Linked DNA regions of Mus musculus: regions 1, 2 and 4 are each linked to region 3. Evidence: chromatin contacts called from public HiChIP or PLAC-seq data. All regions are on one chromosome and are shown on one strand. The core of a region is the stretch at or near the end of the contact, and the rest is flanking DNA. Distances in the headings are between cores, read along the strand shown. Region 1 overlaps Slc44a3 (solute carrier family 44, member 3). Region 2 overlaps Gm33547 (a long non-coding RNA gene). Region 3 holds the start of F3 (coagulation factor III). Region 4 overlaps Slc44a3 (solute carrier family 44, member 3).

Region 1 (2,729 bases), core at 110-2,609, 230 kb after region 3:
GGTAGTATCCCTGGTGACTATAGAAAAGGGTGGTGACTTCAAAGACACTCAACTTAGTCTCTCCTTTGCAGGACTGTCTCTAGATTGAAAACAGGTATTGAGTGACTCTTGGCTTGGGTTCAAAGGACCTTTTTTTTTTAAAGTTCCCTCTCTCATCATGTGATAACCCAGCTTCTAAACCTCTGTGTCCTCCTGCAGACAAGCCCTGCAGAGCTTAGCCTTGTGACTTGGGAGGGAAGTCAGGGACCCCAGTTCCCCTGTCCCAAATGATTTATCCCACTGCCGTGAAACCCGCTCAGAAATCTGATACCTGAACCCAGACTTCAGTACCTGGAGGAGCAGCCCCGTTTACAGCAGCCTGTGAATCATTTCTTTCCTAGGCAGATGGGAAGCAGGTGTCCTCTTCAGCATCTTGCTCTCGTAAGCATCTAAAGCTTATAAATCTCAATGGAAAAGTAAACCAAAGGAAAAAGAAAGAGGAGACGGGAAAATGTGTCAGAATTTCCTGGCCTACTCTTCCAGCATCAAATCAAAATGACAAAATAGATTTCCACCCCGACCCCCACTGCTACCGCCACCCCCCACCGCCAGGATCTACTGTAGTCTAGGCTGCCTTCAAATTCACTGTATAGAAGAGAATGATATTAAACCTTTAAAGAAAGAGATTTATTTATTATTATATCTAAGAACACTGTAGCTGTCTTAAGACAGCACCAGAAGAGGGTGTCAGATTTTATTAAGGATGGTTGTGAGCCACCATGTGGTTGCTGGGATTTGAACTCAGGATCTTTGGAAGAGCAGTCAGTGCTCTTACCCGCTGAGCCATCTCTCCAGCCCCCAATATTAAACTTTTGATCCTCCTGCCACTACCTCTACCTCCTCCTGAGTGCTGGAATTGTAGATAACACCACCACTGGGGGGGGGGGGGGGCGTCATACATAGCTGGAGATTGAATCCCAGGCTCTGTGCATGCTAGGCAGGTACTCTACCAAGTGAGCCACCTTGAAACACACAGCAGTTGAGTAGGCAGCCGGGTTCTACCCCAGTATTGCTGCCATGTCCCCTTTCTCTTCCTGGAGGACTTAAGAGCAAACTGCAGCGGATACCAACTCTGGAAACCTTGCTGCCTGTGGGCCTCCTCCTCCCTCAGACTCCCAGGCCACTGTCAAAACCCTCATTCCTAGCAACTTAGCAGACCCAGGCAGTGGTAGAGGAATCTTTTCTAAAGAAAGCAAGCTTCACTTGGAGCCCTGAAGTTGCTTCTGGGAACCCGGCCTCCTTTTCTAGAATGATGTCCCTGGGAACTCAGGGTCGCGAGAGGAAGGTCAGCAGAAGGATGATGTCATCTCTCCTTTCTTTTCGATTTCAGGTTTGAGGGAGAGGGAGGGCTGCTCCCATTCTGGTCTTTCTTCCCCTTTCTTGCTCTGAGAAGCTGACTTGCACTCATTCTTCAGAGCTCTGTCATTACAAGACCAGTAAATGATTCACACTTAAATGACCTTTAAGGAACGGAGAAGAAATCAGCTGGTTTAAGGGAACTCAAAGCTGTGTAGAGCTAAATGGCCCAACTTTGTTGTTTCTTCCCTTCAAAAACCATAGCTCTTGGTTACCTCTGCTGGCCTGGGTCCTGATCATGTGACTTAGAGGATGGCTATCATCGCCAAGTTAATACTGGCAGTAATTACACATATCCCTCGGTTGTTTAAACGGTGAACACAAGACAGACTTAATCTATTGCAAAGAAAAATAATGTCAACAGACAACCAGAAGGGCAGATGGAAGGATCAAGAACTATTAAAGAAACACACACACCCAGACACACACACACACACACACAGACACACACACACCCAGACACATACACACACACCCAGACAGACACACACACACACACACATACACACACACACACCCAGACACACACACACATACACATATATATAAATTAGCTCACTGATATTTTTTTCTGTTTTGTATTTTTGTTTTACACATTTTGGGGGGCCTCCCCAAAAAGTGAGTTAGTCCAAGATGTAAGGTAACCTTGGCTACCAAAGAAGATAAAGTACTTCCTGGGCCACCACTTTACAGGTTGCTAACGCCAATGAGGATCTGAACCAGAGAGGACCTTCTGGTTACATTTTACACAGTGAGTTTTGAATGTTCTTTTCCTCTGTTCCCAGGAATCAAAATGACCCTCCTGCCCGTCCAATCCTTTCGTCTCTCTTCGTACTTTTCTGCTACCATCAAGGAACTGCGGTGAAAGGGTCATTTTTACTCACTGTGACAAGGATCCCAAGAGTCATTTTCATGTGTATTTATAGCACTCTGAAAGAGCCGGTAAGACAGCCCCCTCAAGCCAACGAGCTAAGGATTGGAAATTTAAGGTCCCCACTCAGGAACTCAGACCTACTTCCCAAGCTCTGCTTTTGTCCTGGCTGAGGAAGGAGGAGTTGCCTGTTAGCTGCAGTTCTAATCAAAACGCAGAGCAAATGCTTGAATCCTTATAGAGCAATTTCAGCTAATGTTTGTGCCTCCTTCTTGTGCTTGTTTGTAAGTAAGATACATTACGAAGTAGGAATAATAGTGGCTCTGTTTTGATGCCAACATACTCCCTGCCTGCTGTGTTTCCAGAGGATGCCATGGGAAGTGATTGGTGTGAGCCAGGAGAGAAGTGTGTGTGTGTGTGTGTGTGTGTGTGTGTGTGTGTGTGTGTTCGAGTGTGTTCTCAC
Region 2 (2,700 bases), core at 61-2,560, 150 kb after region 3:
GCTCTGAGATTTCAAAAAGCCCATTCCAAGCACAGAGTCTTGCTTCCTGCTGCCTGAGGAGCCAGTGTAGAACTCTCAGCTACTTCTCCAGCAACATGTCTGAGTGCCATGGCGCACCCTGCCACGATAATGAACGAAACTCTGAAACTGTGAGCAAGCCCAAGTTAAGCGCTTTCCTTTATGAGAGTTTGCTGTGGTCCTCGTCTCCTCACGGAAACAGAACACTGACCAAGACACCTATGCTCTCCTTACTCTCCATCTGGAAGTGGCTAGGGAAATACCCTATTCTTCCAATGGCCGACGTCTGCCAAACACACACTTGGGCCCTGTTAAAGGGGATGGGGGAGGCTCATAAAGTGACCCAGGTCATACCAGAGAATGTGGGACCTAGGAAAGAGCCTGTGTTCTAACCTCATGAATGCCAATTGTGCTTCTTAACCTTTCTAGGCCTCTGTTTCCTCACCCCCAAAACAAAGGTTGTGAGGCCCCCTCCTAGCAGGACAGGAAAGAGCTCCAAGGCTACTTGGAGCTGTTATTTCTGAACAAAACAGATATTGCTACACAACGTGTGGGTGACTTCCCTATTTCCTTCCCCCAACCCCTCTCTCATCCCTTGTCCTCCGTTTCCTACTTTCTCTTTGCAGAGGGTACCTTCGATGATGGCAGAGCAGCCCCTGCCCTGACGGACATCACCATCTAGTTAAGAAGGTATGGGTAGGAGTTACCACAATTGCTGTTGTTTTTATGAGGATAAGTACTCAGATGCTAAGTGATTACATGCACTGAATGCACACTGTGTGCACGAATCCTTCTCGAATCCTTCTTGGCCCCTTTCATACATCCGTTCTTTGCATTCAATTCCTCCAGCTCCCCTCTGGGGAGGGATTGTCAGTATCCCAGTGGGAGTCCAGAGAGGATGAGAGTTGCACCTCAAATCCTACAGTTTATACCAGACAGAGCCTCTTGACTAGATTAAAAACTCCAGAGCCAAATCTCCCATGGTGGTAGGTTGGGAAGGCAGTGGCCGACGAAGACAGGCAAAAAGGAGATCTCCCTTCATGAACCTGGACAGGTTCTTCAAAGAGGCATCCATGAAGAACAGAGGGGACTTGATGGAAAAGAGTCATGGGATTAAATTAGTTCAATGCTTAGAAGGGGATGAAGAAGAAATTAAAATGTCGCTGTCATCTGATATCACAATCAAGGAAATAACCTATGGTTTAGGTAACGACGTTAGCACTGATGATACACTGCTGTTGCTTTTCAGAACCCACACCCTCGGGGATGCCTACTTCTTGTTTTGGAGTCTTGCCTCATTTCCTCCTTCATGCTAAGTGATGCCGTTTTTATTTGCGGATGCTGGAGCAGAGTGTCTTCTTAGCATCCTGCCTGCCTTCCCCCATTTTCACATTCATCTACTGGTAAATCACGTGCTTGAGTGTATTTTACCTAACGTTCTAGAACAGATCAGGGAAAGCCCCCTCGCTTTCTAGGAACGTTGGCCGCTATGTGAAGGACTCAGATGACTGCTCCCTCATTCAGTTCTGGCTTTGACTCACTCATTCTCACAGGTTGGGGTCAGGAACTGTGGAAACGTGACATCTCTCTGCTCCACACTCTTCTGTAGACTGGGAATTTTCTCAGCTTGGGCAGGGAGGGGCCACTTTTCTACCAATGTCCATCCTGGGGCTCAAGGTGCTTACCTGCCTTGGGCCTAGCTGGTCAAGGTTATGGCGATGGTCTGCGTTAGACTTCGGAGTAGTAGCCTGAGAATCTTCTCCATTCTCTGCTAGCAAATCCAGAGGAGATGAGGTTGGGGTCAAAGCATTCCTCTTTGCTGTCACTTCGGCAGGGACACCTAAATGTAGTTGGTGTTTCTCTTTAGGCTGCTTAGTGCTTTACATGGCGATGCCCCTGTCCACATGTGGGCTACTAGTTCCCATTGCATTGGGACACCGTCAGAGCAGCTCCTGACCAGGACACAACTGTTTGCTGTGTAAAAGAAGACATGGAAGAGCAGTGATCCTGGTGGTGAAAGAATCTAGCACAGCCCAGACAGAGAGAATTTACTGAACACTGCAGGAGAGTAGACGGCAACTTCCCAGAAGAGAGTATTGCATCAGGAAAGGGGTTAGCAGCTGAGGGGGAGTTATTTGGTCTTATCATATTGGGATTCACTTGTGACCTCTATCTTGAGGCACCCTGCAGACCTCTCATCTTCTTGTTAATTATTCTTGAGACTCCTCCTTTGTGTAATAAGATGTCATGGGATGTTAAGGATTAGGTTCGATTGTCATGTCTTGATTGTCAAAGTGTGGGACTTTGATTTGGGTCTTTTGTCTCTTTTGTCTCTACATACCCTCCTTCCCATCCCAGCACCTCCCCCACAATAGATCAATGCAATCAAATCATTCACCAGGGACAAAAATCTCACTTCTGGAGCGTCAGAGGGAGGGGGGTGCCGCGGGGAGGGGGGTGCCGCGGGGAGGAGGGGCAGGGGGAGGCTGCTGATTCCCCTTGGTGGCTTCAGAACGGTGATGTATAGAAGGCTCAAAGGGTGTTTTGGAAAATGGGAAGGGTTCGTTTGTTTACCACAAGATGTCTAAGGCCGCGCTATGATACCATTTGGAGACTGAGATGATCTTGGTGGTATGAGATAGGTTTTGATGGTTATTATCCATGAGGCAATACCATCTGGAA
Region 3 (2,712 bases), core at 179-2,678:
ACAAAATATCTCGAATTGCACCCAGTTCTGTGGTCTCGACCTTGTGTCTTAAACACTTTCCCAGCCTCTGCCATCAAAGGGAGCACATGTTTTGTTGCCAGTCACAAAAATAACGTTGCTAACTTGTCAAGAGCAGAGGGTGTGTGTGTGTGTGTGTGTGTGTGTGTGTACGTGTCCTTCCCCCCACGCCCCATCCCCGCCCTCAGGGCCATATAGTCCTCTAGGCAACACCCATACTGCAATCCGTGGAAAGAGCTGAAGATCCTGAAGTCCTCCTTTAAACTATTCCAGGGAAAGCCCACTTTAAAACGACACAGAAGGAGGGCCCAAGGTGCCAGAGAGTCCCGGACTCTTCCGAAGCCGTCGGAGAGGCCGCAAGGAAGGGTTTGAATAAATTCCAAACAGGGCTAGTCCCCCACACACGTGAGAGTCAGGAATGCACATAAACGAAAAAAAAAAAAAAGAGTCTAACCGGACTTTTCCCATTGTAATCTAAAATATCTTTACACTGAAATTCTCAAGGAGAGCTCGTCAGACGTGCAGCCCACGTGGCACCTGTCACATGGTGGGATGCTATTCCATTAAAGTGCTGTCATCAACGTCTCGTTTTGCAAGCCCCCTGGTTTCAGCCTCTGCCTCAACTCAGCACTGGGTAGATGTGGGTATGCACTCTGTCTTGCCTGAGTTTACAACAGCCTTGCTTCTATCAGACCGAAACCAAAGGCCACAAGAACACCTATTTATTACGGGAAGGCGCACACCTTGTCAGAGATAACATGCAAGCCACGCAAAGCGCAAAGCACGCCGACTTTGGCAAAGGCGGGCCCACGAGCCTGCCACCTTCAAGGGCCCAACATCTAGGAAACTCTCCCTCAGAGTTAAAGCTGGAATCTCAGTTTTATCTTATGCAACCGCGGTGGACGCACAAAGCAGGCATCTTTAGCAGTGACAACTGCCAGGAGTCCGGGCACCAACTACCTTCCATCCCATTGTTCATTCAAATCCTCAGGGCGAGCGCAGCCAAATCCACAGGTACAGCCGGACACCTTGGTGTCCCCAAGGAACCAGAGCAGCACCCCCCCTCCCCCCCCAGCTAGCCAGATAGGTTCTCTGTTTCCCGCGGGCGGAGCGCCCCCGGCTTCTCAGGACCAATGCCACTCACCTGCACCCGCGGTCACCTGGAGGAGGAGGCAGCCGAGAAACGTGGGCGCGAGAGCCGCTAGGAGGCGCGGGCGCACGAGGATCGCCATGTCCAAGGGCTGGAGGCGAGGTCTCGGGGCTTCAGCGGCGGCGCGTTGGCTACGCTACAGGAGCGATCGGAGGGAGCGAGTGATGGGTACCGGCTGTACCCAGGCTGCCGGGGTCGGCGCGGGGTGCGTTATAAAGGGCCGCGCGGACACCGGCTCCTCTCCACCCCGCGCCGCCTCCGCCGAAGCTCGCGACTCCCCGCCCCCCGGCCCGGGTCACTCGCTTTCGCGGTGGGCGGCTCCCGATCAGTCCACACCCCTGCCCCGCCCACTCCCCTCCTGTAGGAAACTCCGAGACCCCGAAAGGGGTGACTCAACCGTGATTCAACAGCGCCGCGGAGCACCGAGCTGCCCCTTCGGCGCAGGCGGATCCAGGTACTGCGGAGACCCAGGCTCCCGGGCTGATCCCTGGATGACCAGCCTGGGTGGCTGGCTGGGGAGAAAGGAGTGTCATTGAAGGGACTTAAGTTGAAAGTCAAGGGAGTCTTACTTTTCCTCTGCTTTCGATGTACGCTGAGGCCCTAGCAGAGGATGTATCAAAGCCCCTGGACCACTCCTGGTAGCAGAGGGCAGTTCCAAAGCCCTGCCTGAACACGCAGTGGCTAGCAGATCATTCTGTCAGTCCCTTTGGTCCGCTGCACAGGGCGGTGCAGTAAATGCACGTGTCTGCCATGGACAAGGGCCCTGGATTAGGTCTAAAGGCCACTTGGCACCCCACTCCCGTTCCCGAGGTGACCGAGGAACTGCAACATGAAGCCTGAGAGAATTTGAGCGTGACTTCTGTAGCCACGGGGGTTCCAGGAAGGATGATTCTCACGTTGAGGAAGCCCGCAGTGGGTTTGAGTGAATTCCTCCAAAGCGCAGAAAAACAAAAAATGAAACTGAAAAATAAACATTCGGACGTTCCAATTTGTGTTTTCCCTTCCTGGATGCTGGGAATGGACCCAGGAGCCCACCTCTGTCACTGAGCCTAGTGGCAGCCAGGTGTCACTTGCAAGCTTTGGGTTTTCTTCATTTATTTCCTGGCCTCCTGTTCTAGGCTTTGCCGTGACGTTGTTGAAGCCTTAGACGATCACTTATCCTACTGGTAGCATTTGCTCGACAGTGTATCAAACGATTTCTTGTCACTCCTGGTTGACTGTCCAGTTTATCCCTTCTTTTCCAATTTCCCTAATTCTGCGACCCTTTAACACAGCTCCTCATATTGTAGTGATCCCAACCATAAAATTATTTTTATTGCTACTTCATAACTGTAATTTTGCTACGGTTATGAACTGTAATGTAAATATCTGTGTCTTTGGATGCTTTGTACAATCTTCCTTCCTTCCTTCCTTCCTTCCTTCCTTCCTTCCTTTCTTCCTTCCTTTTTTACTTTCCTTGAGTAAAGTCAAACTTGGGTCCACCTTGTAGGCTCTGAGAAGTGTAAAGAGTAACTAAGCTGTCGTCCCACTCACAGTAGCTTTTG
Region 4 (2,700 bases), core at 32-2,531, 250 kb after region 3:
GAGATAGGACAAGAGTGGAAACCATGAAGTCAAGAAGCCAGAGAGAAAGAGAACTATCACAATCAACACTCCCTAAAGCTAAAACACAATGCTAAGGAAAAGAAGTCTTTTAGCCCTCATAACAGTTTGTATGGGACTGGACGGATGGCTCAGTGGTTAGGAACACTGGCTGCTCTTCCAGAGGACCCAGGTTGGGGCACCAGCACACACACAGTGGTTCACAATGGTCTGTAGCTCCAGTTCCAGAAAAACTGATGCCTCTCCCAAACTCCTAAAATTAATAAACCTAAAAGAAATATTATTTAAACGCAGCAATAGTTTTCATGTTGGTTTAAGTCATGTGTGTTGAAGGTGTGAGTGCACATGTGTGCATAGCATGAGAGGCCAGAGGACAACCTTCTGTGTTCAGGCACTGCCCACCTTTGTTTGAGACAGGGTCTCGAAGTGGCGTGGGACCCACCAGGTAGGCTAGGCTGGCTGGACAGTGAGCCACCAGGACCAACCTGGCTCCGCCTTCCAAAGGCTGTGACTACAAAACTCATGTGCCACCACAAGGTTAGTCTGTGTGTTTGTTTGTTTGTTTTGAGACAAGGTCTCACTATGTAGCCCTGGCTGGCCCTGAACTCACTCTGTAGACCAAGCAGCCTTGAACTCACAGAGATCTGCCCACCTCTGCCTCTAGATGCTGGGGTTAAAGGCAAGAGTTGGCTTGTTTTGTTTAGATTTTTAACTTGAGTTCTATGGATCTGACTTAGTTCTTCAGGCCTCTAGGACAAGTACTTGATCCACTGAGCATAGAAACTTTCTAGTCCCAGTTTTCCATGATTCATTTTAAAAAGGGGTTTAGGACCAGGGAGATAGCTTACTGGGTAACACTGCTTGCTACACACAAGCTTGGTCCTGAGTTCCATTCCTGGACCCCACAGTGGGAAGAGAGGACTGACAACCAAGTGATGCTGTCCTTGGACCTCACACATGTGCCATAAGATTTGTGTATTCACATGCACATGCGCACACACAACCTAGTAATAAGTAAAACAAAATTAAAGTAAGTTAAAAATGAATAGAAAAGGGGTTTTAGAAAGCTAATCCTCACATGTGAAAGTATTTGTGAGAAATTCAAATATTCCTTCAGTGGGAGTTGAACATCACTTTCTTTACTTGACAACGTTTGTACTTTCACTGAAAAACCCTGTAGAAATCAGTTCTATTGGCTTTGGGCTCCTCTGTGTGCCTGCCTGTCCTTTCAACCGTGCATATTTGCCAAGGAATGTGGGGAGGCAAAGGAGGCAGTGGCCTTCACCGGGGCTACTTGAGACTGATCAGTTGTTTCCTTTCTTCTCTGTCTCTCTGATGCTTAATTCGCCCCCACCCCACCCCCCCACCCCCACCCCCGGCCACAGTGATGAGCTTGGAAAGAATGAGGCCATTCTAAAAATTAAGCCTAAAAGCAAATAAAATTTCAGAAAAGCAAACAAGACTGCATTGCCCTGCTTCTACTTTCTTGGCAGGAGTAACTCTCGGCCTCCCCTCCCCTCTCCTCTCCTCCATGTCTCATCCCTCCCTCCTGGCAGGACCCCTGAAGAGGACAGAGGCGGCCGCTGGCAGGCTTCCCCTCTCACAGTCTCTCTGGTGGTGGTTTGCAGCCTGGTAAACAGTGAATTCTTGAAGGGACTGGTGAATGCCAGACCCTGGAAGGCTCGGGCGTGTCTGCCGGGTGCCTTGACTTCCTCTCCATGTGTTTGTGATAAAATCAGAGATGAAACTGGCTTGGACTAGTTCCTGCAAGTTTTTCTAGGGGCCTCGGAAGGGGTCTGGATGTGCGTGGACTCAGCTACCCCTGTGTGTCTCTGAGGTCTGAGGGTGTATTAGTTACTCAAGTTTGTTTCAGGAGTTCTTTATTTTGAGTGAATAAAATCAGAACTCAGAGAAGCCATTCCAGAAATAAAGCCGGCTATTCATGGCAGGGCTTTGGGGTGAATCCCTTCCCTTCTCTCTGGAGGAAAACTCTATTTACTTTTTTGACGAGTCAACAGCAGCTCCAGTTCACAGCTCTGCCATCAAAAGATGCTGCCTGCCGGTTCAGTTTTCGGGGAGGACAGATGGGTGCTCTCAGGGGATAGAGGATAAGGGTCAGGCTGGGCAAGATTAAGTTTTAATTTAAAGATGGGGGGTGGAGGGAGGACTTTCTAAGTGTTAATATTTTTGGAGAACTCTCTCAAAATAAAGAGTTAATCTAGCTTTTTTTGGTTACCTAATAACACAATGATTAAAATTCTATTAAATGGGAATCATAGTGCCTACAGTGATTATTTTACTGAGCTAAGGCCAAGTTATGTGATCAGAAGAGGGTGCCTGGTCCACTGTGAATCATTTTGTAAACACATGTGTGCATGCATGCATGCAGGTGTGTGTGTGTGTGTATGAGTACACACGCACACGAACACACACACTCATAGAGGCCTGAGAAGGACACCAGGTTTCCTGATGTATCGCTCTCTACCACCACCGCCACCCCACTCCCCACCCCAACCCCCCCCCCCCCCCCCCCCGCAGGACAATGCCACTTACTGAATCTGGACCTGTCTGGTAGCCAGCAAGATCCAGTGAGCCTCCTGTTCTCTGCCACTTTCTGCCACCCTGGGATGGCAAAACTGTGTAACCACCCTCAGCTATTCTTATTTAAATGTTTGCCTGCAT

The links. HiChIP or PLAC-seq counts read pairs in DNA pulled down with a chosen protein or histone mark.
Region 1: a contact with region 3 is called in an H3K4me3 HiChIP or PLAC-seq map of bone marrow-derived macrophages, with 4 times the contacts expected there. The contact joins the enhancer-like site here to the promoter of F3 in region 3. A contact is called at or near these places in 1 of 15 datasets of contacts at CTCF or cohesin (large pre-B cells), 1 of 484 Hi-C or Micro-C datasets (double positive thymocytes), 6 of 115 datasets of contacts at active chromatin or transcription factors (bone marrow-derived macrophages, embryonic stem cells, neural tube and 1 more) and 1 of 9 other capture datasets (adipose tissue).
Region 2: an H3K4me3 HiChIP or PLAC-seq map of bone marrow-derived macrophages shows a contact between it and region 3, with 9 times the contacts expected there. The contact joins the enhancer-like site here to the promoter of F3 in region 3. A contact is called at or near these places in 19 of 39 promoter capture datasets (the 3T3-L1 cell line, 3T3-L1-derived adipocytes, the C10 cell line and 14 more), 5 of 15 datasets of contacts at CTCF or cohesin (the NIH/3T3 cell line, embryonic stem cells, large pre-B cells and 1 more), 22 of 484 Hi-C or Micro-C datasets (3T3-L1-derived adipocytes, the C2C12 cell line, the HL-1 cell line and 8 more), 32 of 115 datasets of contacts at active chromatin or transcription factors (the HPC-7 cell line, SST interneurons, bone marrow-derived macrophages and 22 more) and 4 of 9 other capture datasets (adipose tissue, bone marrow-derived macrophages, liver and 1 more).
Region 4: a contact with region 3 is called in an H3K27ac HiChIP or PLAC-seq map of embryonic stem cells, with 6 read pairs. The contact joins the enhancer-like site here to the promoter of F3 in region 3. A contact is called at or near these places in 1 of 39 promoter capture datasets (cranial neural crest), 3 of 115 datasets of contacts at active chromatin or transcription factors (embryonic stem cells and pancreatic cancer cells) and 1 of 9 other capture datasets (adipose tissue).

What each region holds. Positions count from the first base shown.
Region 1 is chr3:121,489,806-121,492,534 of GRCm38.p6, reverse strand. It overlaps Slc44a3 (solute carrier family 44, member 3), which reads left to right. Exons shown (of 15, transcript NM_145394.3): 11 at 2,181-2,337. Among named protein-coding and RNA genes, the nearest start is that of Gm38684, 40 kb to the left of the region's middle. Within about 2 kb of position 1,359, at least 48 of the 459 cell types and tissues checked have an H3K27ac peak or open chromatin away from gene starts, as enhancers often do. A contact at or near this core is called in bone marrow-derived macrophages, where this site is marked.
Region 2 is chr3:121,569,546-121,572,245 of GRCm38.p6, reverse strand. It overlaps Gm33547 (a long non-coding RNA gene), which reads left to right. Exons shown (of 3, transcript XR_867600.1): 2 at 645-708. Among named protein-coding and RNA genes, the nearest start is that of Gm33547, 5.3 kb to the left of the region's middle. Within about 2 kb of position 1,310, at least 54 of the 459 cell types and tissues checked have an H3K27ac peak or open chromatin away from gene starts, as enhancers often do. A contact at or near this core is called in bone marrow-derived macrophages, extraembryonic endoderm stem cells, hematopoietic stem and progenitor cells and 2 more, where this site is marked.
Region 3 is chr3:121,722,253-121,724,964 of GRCm38.p6, reverse strand. F3 (coagulation factor III) reads right to left here and starts at 1,428. Exons shown (of 6, transcript NM_010171.3): 1 at 1,163-1,428. The coding sequence starts at 1,250.
Region 4 is chr3:121,468,347-121,471,046 of GRCm38.p6, reverse strand. All of the region lies in intron 12 of Slc44a3 (solute carrier family 44, member 3), which reads left to right. Among named protein-coding and RNA genes, the nearest start is that of Cnn3, 43 kb to the right of the region's middle. Within about 2 kb of position 1,281, at least 156 of the 459 cell types and tissues checked have an H3K27ac peak or open chromatin away from gene starts, as enhancers often do. A contact at or near this core is called in adipose tissue, embryonic stem cells and pancreatic cancer cells, where this site is marked.